2 separate regions of the Zea mays genome follow, and region 1 is linked to region 2. A link is a contact called in public Hi-C data. All regions are on one chromosome and are shown on one strand. The core of a region is the stretch at or near the end of the contact, and the rest is flanking DNA. Distances in the headings are between cores, read along the strand shown.

The links. Hi-C and Micro-C count contacts between places; a contact is called where the count stands out from the background.
Region 1: a contact with region 2 is called in a Hi-C map of leaf, with 4 times the contacts expected there. The contact joins the promoter of LOC100382475 here to the promoter of LOC100284034 in region 2. A contact is called at or near these places in 9 of 25 Hi-C or Micro-C datasets (bundle sheath, ear, endosperm and 3 more).

What each region holds. Positions count from the first base shown.
Region 1 is chr9:113,763,640-113,770,115 of Zm-B73-REFERENCE-NAM-5.0, reverse strand. It overlaps LOC100382475 (putative protein kinase superfamily protein), which reads left to right and starts at 1,394. Exons shown (of 6, transcript NM_001175215.1): 1 at 1,394-1,851; 2 at 2,931-3,241; 3 at 3,569-3,704; 4 at 4,334-4,470; 5 at 5,848-5,971; 6 at 6,109-6,476. The coding sequence starts at 1,803.
Region 2 is chr9:113,614,068-113,619,644 of Zm-B73-REFERENCE-NAM-5.0, reverse strand. It overlaps LOC100284034, which reads left to right and starts at 2,517. Exons shown (of 6, transcript NM_001156932.1): 1 at 2,517-2,834; 2 at 2,987-3,068; 3 at 3,466-3,601; 4 at 3,707-3,782; 5 at 3,884-4,009; 6 at 4,101-4,860. The coding sequence starts at 2,676. The coding sequence ends at 4,370.

The sequences.
Region 1 (6,476 bases), core at 145-2,644, 150 kb before region 2:
TCACGAAAAGCGCCACCCGCTAATTCTCCATAATTATTTTGTCCACGTTCACGTTGCGTGTTAATCTTGATTTTTATGAGAGTTGAACATGGCGTCATGAATTATGTCACGAAAATATTTAAGGAACATTCATGAATATTTTCTAGCAAAATTTGACCCGAACACTCAAGACATGCGAGGACTAGTTTGACAATCCCATTTTTAAGGATTTTTATTTTCAAGGAAAAATGAACTAATTTTTATTGAAAAAATGAGAAACTCTTTCAAAAATAAAGTTGCTAAACTAGCCTTTAGAGTAGATTGAACCAATTCAAACAAGTTATTGATAATAATCTGAGTTCAAATTTTGTTCGGAACGATGACTAGAGAAAAGAAGTACCTCTGTGGAAAAACGATTTCATTTCGTTATTTCCAAAGGCAACAAAATGAAATGACAAACATATTTCTGTATCAGAAAGTTGCAGCTTAGAATCGTGATATCATGTTGTTCTGCTTCAGTTATAGTAAAACGTTGTTTTAACTAAGATGCAAACTTTAAATGTAGAAAGAACTCTGATTTACTCTCGTCCAATTAGAACTCATAAATTTTTTTGTTTAATTTACTTCACAACTAGTTCCTTAGAATGGTCATTATTTTACTCATGTGCAACGAGTATTATTTAATGAGTCATCTATGGGTAATAGGCTCTATGACCATATCTATGTTATGCTAGGTTAATCATGTCCTAAGAGACACACATAGTGGCAAATTTAAGAAGATGAAGCAAAATAGATATTACCTCCTTTGTCAAATATTTATCGGTCACTCGTTTATTTTTAAACTAAAACACGATAAAGGAAAAATAACGAAGTGAGTAATAATTTGCACCAATAAACAAAATTGCTTGCACGATGTAATTCGCGTAGGCAAGCATAGACTATAAAATATGAGTATTAATCTAGTTCCATGAAATATGGTTTAAGTAAACACAGTGAAGCTAAAAGGTCGTATATGGGTTTATTCATCTAAATCATAAGTTTTTAAAGCATTTAACAATATTGGAAGTAATAATCATAGTCATATCAGGATATGTAATATATGAAGCAGTAAGATGAACAATCGTAAAACTGTGTTTGTTTCGCAGAAACTAAACCCCATTCAATTACAGTCCAAACCACTGCCATTGTTTATTTGTCTATTGTTTCTCTAACCATATCCATCATCAACCAAAAGCCCAACCGCGGTTGCAACAATAAAGATGATAAAAAAAAACTGCCTCAACCTCAACGGCTCACCCCCTAGTCGCCTCGCCCCGCCCCGCCCCGCCCCGCCCCGCCCCCGCGGCCCGCGTTGTTGTTCTTGTAGTACGCGGCAGCAGCTTTCTTTTACCTATTCCAACCCTCTGGGCTCTGGCACACAGCTACTCCGCCTCCTCGCCCTTTTCTCCTCATCCCTCGCTTTCGCTTCGCCGTTCCAACGCGGAGCCCCCACGGAAAATAAAGGCCAAGAAGTGATGGTAGTGGAGTAAAACCACGCGTTGGAGGGCAGAGGGACAGGTTGGTGGAGGACGCGCACCCAGCGTGGAGAGCAGCAGGAGCTACGCGAATTCGGGCCGCGAGTGCGCCGGTTCAGGTTGCCGCCGCCGGTGGAATTGTGGCAGACGAGGTGGCCTGTTGGTAGCCGCGGGAGTTTGCGAGTAGGTCGGTTCCGGTTGGTGTGCGAGCGAAGGTGCTGTTGGAGGCGTGGATCTGGCCGGCGGCGGGCGATGGGAAGGAGGGACTAGGGCTCGATTGGAGGGAAAGGCGCGATCTTGGAGGTTCCCATGGGCGGATGCCTCTCGCAGGAGGAGCACCGGCTCCAGAGCAGGCCAGGTTCGTGCTCTCTGCTTGTCCTACTCCCATCCCATATTCCCATGTGAACGCGCGACCTCGCCGGCGTCGTACTCGCTCCCGCCCCCGGTTAGCACCACCCGCGGCCGGCGGCTCCAGCCGCCTCGCCGCGCCGCGCCGCGCCACCGCCACCTGCTTCCCGCCACCTCGACCCCGCCCGCGTGACAGAGTTTGCGTTTACTATCAGTTGCTGTGTCACCTGTGTAATTTAGTTGTGGATTAGCTATCGTTTGCTTAGTGGGTTTTGGTACAATCACCTTAAGATGAGGGAGGGAGGGGGTAACAGAAATGCCCGATGCTTGTGAACTCATGTCATGTAACAAGTGATTAGTGATGAGATGTGCCATGCATAGCAATTTTGGCCTAAATTTTCCCTTTTCAATGTCGTATTTTTATGCTCTATAGTACCAAATTTCTTCTTTTCGCCCAAACTTTACATGGTGTAATTTCGCTCTTTGATGTCCTGTGGAAGACCTGTGATATCATAATAAACCCATGCATTGCTTGTAGAGTTGCATTCAAGGCATACTTTAGGGGAAGAATAAGACAATCTCAGCTCACATTTTGATGTACAAATAACATCAGAAAAGTTTGCAGATAATTTGGTACCTGCAAGGTAGTGCTTGGACAATTCTGGTAACTTGATCTTGAATTGATTCTTGATAAGCTAGTCAAACATGTCTCAAATTAATCCTGAAGACGACAAACCTATAAAGCAAAACTTTGATGATGGGTAGCTCTGCAGTTGTGCTGATATCTTCAAGAGTTTCAGTAGAAATTGCCTTGTCCAAAAATGCAGGGGAAGACATGACATGTACTATCCTGCTTATGTTATCTTGTGATCATAAATGCTTTCGTGAAACCATTTTAAATCTTCCCTTAAGATCATTATGACCGTGTTATGTTGTGCCTTCTTATTGGCATGCACGCCATGGACTAATGTGAAAAAAAAGAATTGTCTACAAGGACTGAAGGATTGATGATTGCATCTTAAAGAAATGCATTGATTATATGTACAAGCTTTCCTCTCCTGATGAAGTTAATTCTGAAATTTCTATCAGCTGAAGCTGCTGGAGCAGATGGATTGCGGAAGTCTAAATCTGATTCTAAAGCTGTAGCAAGTGTTCTTGCTCCTCCAAAAGATGTGGTGGACCTGCAAGTAGAAGGATATGGAAATGTGAATATTTTCACATATGACGAATTAAGAGCAGCCACAAAAAACTTCCGGCCAGATCAAATTCTTGGAGAGGGTGGATTTGGAGTTGTTTACAAAGGTGTAATTGATGAAAATGTTAGAGCAGGTTTCCCATCGAGACAGGTTGCTGTGAAAGAACTAAACCCAGAGGGCTTTCAAGGGGACAAGGAGTGGCTTGTAAGTCCCAATGTTTGCTCTGTTCCTGTTTCTAAACCTTGCTTTGGTAATGTACATTGAAAAGAAGTCTTTTTAATTTCTTGCCCATGTGAAATCTTTTGAGGGTAGCTGATCATATCTTTGAAGTTTTACTTAGTGATAACATTTTTCTTTGTAATATATATTGGAAAGCCACTTTCCTTGATTACCTTTTAAGAAATAACTTTCGCATCACACTAGATGTACAAGAGTGAAAACTATGCTGAATTGTTTGGCTATGGCTATTGCTGTGAGGGTTCACATAGACTGTGATTGTTGGAGCACTAATGGTTTTTTGATGTGTTTCAGGCAGAAGTCAACTATCTTGGGCAACTTAGTCATCCAAATCTTGTTGAATTGATTGGCTATTGCTGTGAGGGTTCACATAGACTGCTTGTCTATGAGTACATGGCTTGTGGAAGCCTCGAAAAGCACCTTTTTCGCCGTAAGCTCTAACAGACTATTTGCACTACCTCTTTAACATTCATTATTCCACATAGCGTAGGGGTGTATCATTTTTTGCCTTGGGACAAATCATCAGTAGGAAAGAAATTGGTATTAGTTTCAGTTTAATCTCATACGCAACTATTGTGCATGGTCGCTTAACTTAGTCATCTACACTACAAATCTAATCTCCAAATGTTAAGGTTTGTTTTTGAAATGATAGTGGGTAGTATTTGTTTGAACTTGTCGGAGTCGTTGGATCCAACTAGCACTTCAATTTATGTACTAAACCCCGTAACAAAGTTGGCCAGGTGATCATATGTGATTGGAGTTATTATGGTAACTTGATTATTAAGAAAATGAAATTAATATGTTAGTAAATGAATGCCAATAGTTACTGCACCAGCATTACAGTGGATGTTAGTCTTGTATCTGCTGAATCTAATTTTCAACATCATTGATTGGTCTGAAAAGCACACTTGCTATTTTTCCCTGTAAGATATGTTAGTATTCAAGTGGTGACAGGACAATATGCTAATCAAGCTTCCACATATTTGATTGTCAGTTATATCTATATTTCCATTTCGAGAGGGTGTTCCCATTGATTTTATCTTGCCTGTAACATTGCAGGGGTTTGCCTTAATATGCCATGGTCAACACGCATGAAGATTGCATTGGGTGCTGCAAGGGGGCTCGAGTACCTTCACGGAGCTGAGAGATCCATCATTTATCGAGATTTCAAGACATCAAACATCTTGCTAGATGCGGTTCGTGTTTCATTTATTAATTTTTAATAATGTGTTGATAGTATTGCTGCATTTATGCTGTATTTCAACCACATGTTTAAGGTTGTTTCTGTATAAAACTTCTTTCATTACTTATCGAGTTATATATTTTAAATATATTTTCCAAGGTTATTAAGGCCTCCCTTAAGTGCCAAAGCTGTTAGGTCTCACCATAGAGGCATGCAGTCGCGCTGTCGGCATACACACATGCCGCCACCCGCTTGATTGTGCATCTCCCACTTGATTCTGCCTTCTGCCTGATTCCACTGCTGCTCGCTTGATTTCTTCCATCCCTGCTTGCCAATCGCCCAATCAGGAAGGGGACTGTGGTGGTGGTTGGTCTGAGGGAGGACAGTGAGGGAAGTGAAAGGAAGCGGAGAGGTTGTGAGCGGCAGCGGCACATCTGGAGGACAGAGAGAGAAGCAAGAGACAGATCGGGGATGGAGGTGGAACGATGGCTGAGAATGAGAGGGCGAGAGATGCAAGAAGCAGGGTGACGACGCTAGATGCCTCTAGATGGTGAATTGGTGATGTATATGTAAGGAAGGTGCACATTGGCTGCCAGGTGGGCTGGCCAGTCCACTTCTCTTCCTTCCTCGCTGATGTCTTGCTCTTGCACTTCCTTACCTTGGTATGGTTGTCTTGCCTCACACCCCTTACTTGCCAAAGCGGTAAGCAGTATTGAGTTGCCATGCCTCACCGCCTCACCTTGTCACCCTGATAACCATGATATTTTCACTGGTGAACAGTGCTGTGAGCCTGTGACACATTATGCCTATATATCACAATTTGGTTATCTCAACATCTAGAGGAACTACTCTGTGTTAAGTGTGTATACATTGTACTAAGTCCCCTGCAAAAAAAAGGGCAGCCCGGTGCATGTGCTCCTGCTTGCGTAGGGTCCAGGGAAAAGTCGGACCCATTTCCCTGCATTTGCATGAGGCTGTTTACACGACTCGAACCCGCGACCTCCTGGTCACAAGGCAACAGCTTTACCAGTGCACCAAAGCTCCTTTTTTATACTAAGTCCCTGGCACGTGCGATTTTATTTACCGTGCCTCCAAAATGCATCCATGTTTTTTTTTGAGGCTAGCAAAGTCACTTAATTATTTTTGCTTTGAACATCTTGTAGAACAAAATGTTTTTTTTATAAAGGAAGCTTTTATTACTTTCTCATGAGCAGTGCATTGAGTTGATACAGAGCTTTTAAAAAATCACTTCTGGCTTCTGTTTTTCAACAAAATGTTGCACAAGGAATGCTGATCTAAGTTTCTCACTGCAGATCTTGATAATTGATATGTTACGTATTAATATATACTTCTGATAGCTTCTCATTGCCACTCTTTACCGCTGTTGCAGGATTACAATGCTAAGCTTTCAGACTTTGGTCTCGCAAGAACAGGTCCTAGTGGAGACCAAACCCATGTGTCAACTCGGGTCATGGGAACTTATGGATACGCAGCTCCAGAATATGTCATGACTGGTAAGCAAGGGTTTCCTATCGTCAAGCCAACGATTTGAGGATAAAAATGAGCTTGTCCCCAAGAATGAATAGACACTCATGTTACTTGACTTGGTCCAAATATTTTAATCCTCAAATCACCATTTAACTTGACGCAGGCCATCTGACGGCACGAAGTGATGTTTATGGCTTCGGAGTGGTGCTTCTAGAGATGATTATCGGAAGAAGGGCTGTGGACAAGAGCCGGCCAAGCCGTGAGCATAACCTAGTTGACTGGGCACGGCCCCTCCTCGTCCATAACAGGAAGCTGTTCCGAATAATCGATCCGAGAATGGAAGGGCAATACTCCACCAAGGCTGCCACTGAGGTGGCAAGCCTTGCATACCGCTGCCTGAGCCAGAACCCCAAGGGACGACCAACCATGAGCCAAGTCGTCGAGACCTTTGAGGCCGTGCAGAACATGCCTGAATGCCAAGACATACTCCTCCAGAACAGCATCACAGGTGCCGTGACGCTCTATGAGGTC
Region 2 (5,577 bases), core at 1,268-3,767:
TTCGTCTTGAGAAGCAAAGACGAGGTTGATGATAGCTTCGGCGAGCATTTGTATCATCTTGCCGAAGGTGTTTTTGTCTTGAAGACCTTCAGTGAAGAAGAAGACCCTCAACACCTATGAAACAGGATGCTTAAATAAACAATCAATCTTATAAATCATTGTATGATATTAACATACACCTAACAAATACCCTATTAATGTTTCTCCACAGTGCTAACGTATTTTACCTTACCTTCATAAGCCACTGAGAATGGGGTATTTCAGTATCAAGGCCTTGCTTCTCTACACCAGCCAAATCTACTTCAATATGACAGTATAAAAAATAGCATTAACAATAAGAAAATATTAAGTTATAAACGACTTATTATTATCGCTGATGCACCCTTCATATATTCCAAGTTGATAACCGATATTTTATCGATTCAACAGATAAGAGAAAGATATGGTAAATCTTTATGTATTGTTAGGGGCCTTCTCCTTACAAAGGTCCTCAAAAACATAATTAACCATTTGTTTTTCAGCATAAGTCATCACAGGAAGCTTCGTCTTCAGAATGCAAGCCTCTTCCTCATGACGAAGGCACACAAAATGAAGACCGGGTCTAAAGAGGATTAGAATAAACGCTGAAGCTATCACCAGATGGACAGTTTCGGCTCATAACGGAGATGAAGTATAATGATGATGCTGACCCGAAAGAGGAAAAGACTACTTAGTCCTTAATGACTTGTATTTTGATCATATGTAAATATTGAGAACATAAATGTACTTTTACCTGGGCTGCGTCCCGTGCCTATAAATAGATGAACAGTAACACCTTACTGTTCACGCTGAATGATAGTCACTCTCTCACGTCTTCACCTTCGAATAAGCCGAATGTATCAATGTAATATGAATTATGTTGATATTCATACATGTTTTATAGAATATGAATGTGAAGGAATTAATGAGATGCAATTACTGTCTTTGTCCTCTCGCATTCATTTTCACATACTAAATGATAAAGGCATGTCTGTCATGACCTTCGTCTGATGATCATTATACCAATGACGAGATAATGCTTCGGAAGACGAAGGTCCATAATAATTAACAATTGTGTTTCCTTGTTCTTGATTCACAGTATTTGAGAACGAGTGACCAACATGTATGAATGATATGTATATTGGATAGAGATTTGCAACGTATTCTAAAGTCCATGCGGAATCTTGCTTTTACCATGAGAATGCCATAAATCATGAAAGTAATTCAAAAAACAAGAATAACCTAGTAATTTATTTACACGGATCAAATGAATAAGCATTAACAAAATATGTCATAGATGTAGCAGTAGAACCACAATATAAAGCTATATAGAACACGACATACTTTAAGAAACAGGGGTTGAGACGTTGGTTTTCAGCTATGTTATGCAACATAAGAATGTTATTAACGGGTTGATCAACATCACCACACCGATCTGCATGTAATGATCCATTTAGATTTTACCCACAACAAAAATCTACACAGAACAGACATAGTGGAGCCTAATCTTACATCTGACCATAAAATGGTGTAAAGTAGCAGTGCCCTCAAAGACATTTCCAAATATATCTATATAGATGATGTAGCCACTAAGGTAGGGACTATGAATACTTTATGGTAGTACAATTTGGGAGCTATTAGGGACAGGGCCATACAACATGCATGATAACTTATTGAGTTTGGGTAAAATGTGCCAATACTTGTTTCATTGGTAAGAACTTGCATTTATGATAATTTTATGATTTAGATGGTTTTAAAATAAGAATGTTCGCTTTAGACTAAAGTCGGCTATTCGGACAGATGTAGCTGCAATCTATAAAGACAAAACACGGTAGAAGTATTAGAAGCCGGTACATATTAAAACCAAGCGAACAAGCAATTATAAATAAAATAAATGCGAATACATTTTATTTAATATTTATATTTAAATCAAATATGAATATGCATATCTGTAACACTAATGGATACCGGGTGTGAAACATCTGCATCCATAATTGCATATCTACCACCGTCCACCGAGCCTGTATGACTGTATCAGTCACGGAGCTGGATGGCTTCGAAAAGCCCGGCAGCCGCTGTCCAGTCCGACGCAGCTCCACGATTGCGTTCAGTCCCTTCCCGGGTCAACCCGCGCCACATCATCGCCCACTCACCGGGCCACGGATCGTGTGGCCGCCCGGACACGGCGGGCGGGCCCCCAGGCCCACGAGGCGGATCCCGAGCCCCGTGCCGACTCGGACGCGCCTCCCTCGCTTTCATCGCGAGATACGCGCGGACGGCCGCGCGCCGCTGGTCTGGTCGTCATGACAGTCGCCGCCGCCTCGTCCCACCCGACCTGAACCCCGCACCGTGACAGCCACGGCCCACCGGACGCGGGACCCTCATGTCGGCGGGCACGCACGTGCCCCCGCATCGGCGTCGTTGCCTCGCCAAGGCCGACGCGGATCCGAGTCATCCCGCGTCACCATCCATTTGACGAGGCGGTTTATCCCCCAGCACCCCAACCAACCTTTCCACGTACCACCGGGTTTCTGTCCGCGCCCCGCCCTTCAAAAGCAGGTCCGCACGCCGGCCGGCGAGACGAGACGACACCACCACGCCGGGACGGGAGGCACAGGTGCGGTCTGCGTCGAGAGTTGGTCCACTGGCAGGCCGGAATGAAGAAGTGCGCGTCGGAGCTGGAGCTGGAGGCGTTCATCCGGGAGAGCGGCGAGGACGCCCGCGCCGCCGCCGGAGGTAGCAGTCCGGGGTGCGGTGGATCAAGCGATCCCGGAGGGAGCGGCGTCTTCTCACCCGGCTTCGGTTTCGCCGACTCGGTGAGCACTGCCAACCACGAGCAATGTGATTGCAGCAACAGCGGCAACTCTCGCAACTGAAAATGCATCTGTGCTTATACAAAGAAGATAGGTAGAGTTCGCTACACTTAATTGTGATTTCATTAACGAAGGATCTTCTCGCGCCCGAGCAGGACACCATGGATGGAGGCAGTTGGTGGTACGGGAACGTCCGCACGCCGAACCCAGTCATGTCGCAGGCGGCGTCCATATCCGGTAAGCGCCAAACATGATACTGCCCTGCTCCTGCAATCTATACAAACTGGAATTTAACTGTGTCGTCAAATGCTGTGACCTCTGTACAAAGGGTAAAGTAATTGTGATCAACTGTTGGTCAGATATTATGTGACACCACAACCATCAACTATTTATGACAGTTTGCACATGAATCCTATTGCGTTTTTAACAGATCAGTGTTTTCATTTGTCGAAACTTCTAGGGAAATTCCTGCCTGCTAAACAGGCCTATTTGAATGTATGTTAACAGCTTGCCGAACCGATTTAGAGTACTACTATCACATCCAAACTATGCGGGGTTTTTAAAAAAAAAACGAAAACACCCAAATTAGACTCATGTCAAGTATTGCTCACCTGCCGTATTGCACTGGTCACAGCTAGCCCCGGGCTAACCACCTCAGCCAATCATGCTCTTGAAAGCGAGTCAGACTCCGACAGCGAATCACTGTATGAGGTAGAGGGAGTTCCATACGAGCGAGGTAACAGATCCATTGAGACGAAGCGAATAAGAAGGTACGAATAGATCAAGCCTGTGGCAAAATTATGCAAGTTTCCAACAAATGTCTGAGCAGAGAGGTCACTTTTTGTTGTGGGGTGCATTGCTCCTGTAAATTTCAGGATGGTGTCCAATAGGGAGTCTGCGCGGCGGTCTAGGAGGAGGAAACAGGCACAGTTGTCTGACCTTGAGTCACAGGTACCATAACCACCTCACTCACCTGGCCAGGAATGACTTCCAACCAATGATGTATACTGCAAGTTTGTAGGATGCGCACTGACATGTTGCCTCGTTATCAGGTTGAACGACTCAAAGGTGAAAACGCAACACTGTTCCAGCAACTTTCAGATGCCAACCAACAGTTCAGTACTGCAGTCACAGACAACAGAATCCTCAAATCCGATGTAGAAGCGTTAAGAATTAAGGTGACCAGTTCGCTTCTCACAGCTGCCAGAACACTGAAAGATCACAAACTTTGCAGCTCTCTAACAGTAACCAACCCGTTTGAATTTGCAGGTAAAGATGGCAGAGGATATGGTAGCGAGAAGTGCTGTATCGTGTGGCCTAGGCGACCTTGGCCTGGCACCATACGTGAACTCAAGGAAGATGTGCCAAGCTTTGAATGTGCTCACAGGGTTGGATTTACTAGGGAGTGATGCGTTCAGGGGTCCAACCGCAGGTACACGAGTACAGAACTCACCAGTACAGAGCACTGCAAGCCTAGAGAGTCTGGATAACCGAAAGTCCAACGAGGTGACCAGTTGCGCGGCGGACATTTGGCCTTGAGCTTCAAGCCATTGATCTGATTCAAAGCTTGCTCCACCCTCAAAAAAAGGACCAGAGTTTGTCAACTCAAATAGCTGGTGGCTTGAGCAGAGCTTCTGGCACGAGTTCTCTTGAACCATATTTCCACATAAGCTTTATAGGATGCATCACTCTTTTGATGTCACTTAGTTTCAAGTATAAAATGAAGCTGTCTTTGTACAAAGCTGCAAATGAGAAGTAAATGAAACGTCCTGGACAAACTTGTGAAGTAGGAATGATACATAGGCTCTATTTCCAGGTCAGATGAGACAGTTATGTTTACAACAAAAAGCAATACATGTTGTTTAGAAACCGCTATTAATTCACAGGAATGTTCAATCCAGTACAAGTCATCTAGTAGATTTGCACCCCTACCTTCTAGTAGATTCAACCATGTTTTCACTACTACTTGCTGGGACTACAACTGTACATCATGATGGTAAAATGCATAACTAGTGAGGTTCTTGACTCGAAACCTTCAGGCATTGTCAATTGTCACTTCTACGTACACCTCATAAAAATTTCAGGCATCTGCAGAACTGAAAACTGATGTTTCATAGAACAGGAATTTTTGTTGTAGTACTCTTGGGGAGGTTGTTGTTTACCTATTTTGAACCTTCCTTTTTATTATTATAATCGGTAGCTCTCCTGTCGGGCTCGTTTCCAAAAACAAACGAACAGGAACATTTGTAGATGGATCATCTTTTCCTCGTATTTGGTTTACTTCAAGAATTTAATTCAGAACATTTCCTGAGAACTAAAAATACAGGTAATGGAAGAACGAGAATGACAGGAATCATACAAAACAAGGGTTGACCGGGTAAAATTCTCAAAGAAGAACAAAACCTTTTACTTCGAAGCAAATTTTGGGTAGGCTACAGTTGAAACATAACAGAAGCTACAAATCAAGGTTGAGACACTTGGATAGCTTTTTCATTCACTCATATTAAAGACTAAATCTTCGTGCATATTCCATCTTTTTAATTCTCCTTTTACTATATCTTCTCATATCAACTTCGATATTTTCATGTCTCTCTTGCTATTACTATTGTGCCTTATGATCCAATGCGCACTAGTGTAGCTAGAGGTCTCAGTTGGATATGTTCAAATCATTTCAATTGGCGTTGGACAAGGTTTTTTTCAATTGGTGCTACCCCTAGCCTATCATGTATATTATCGTTCTAGACGC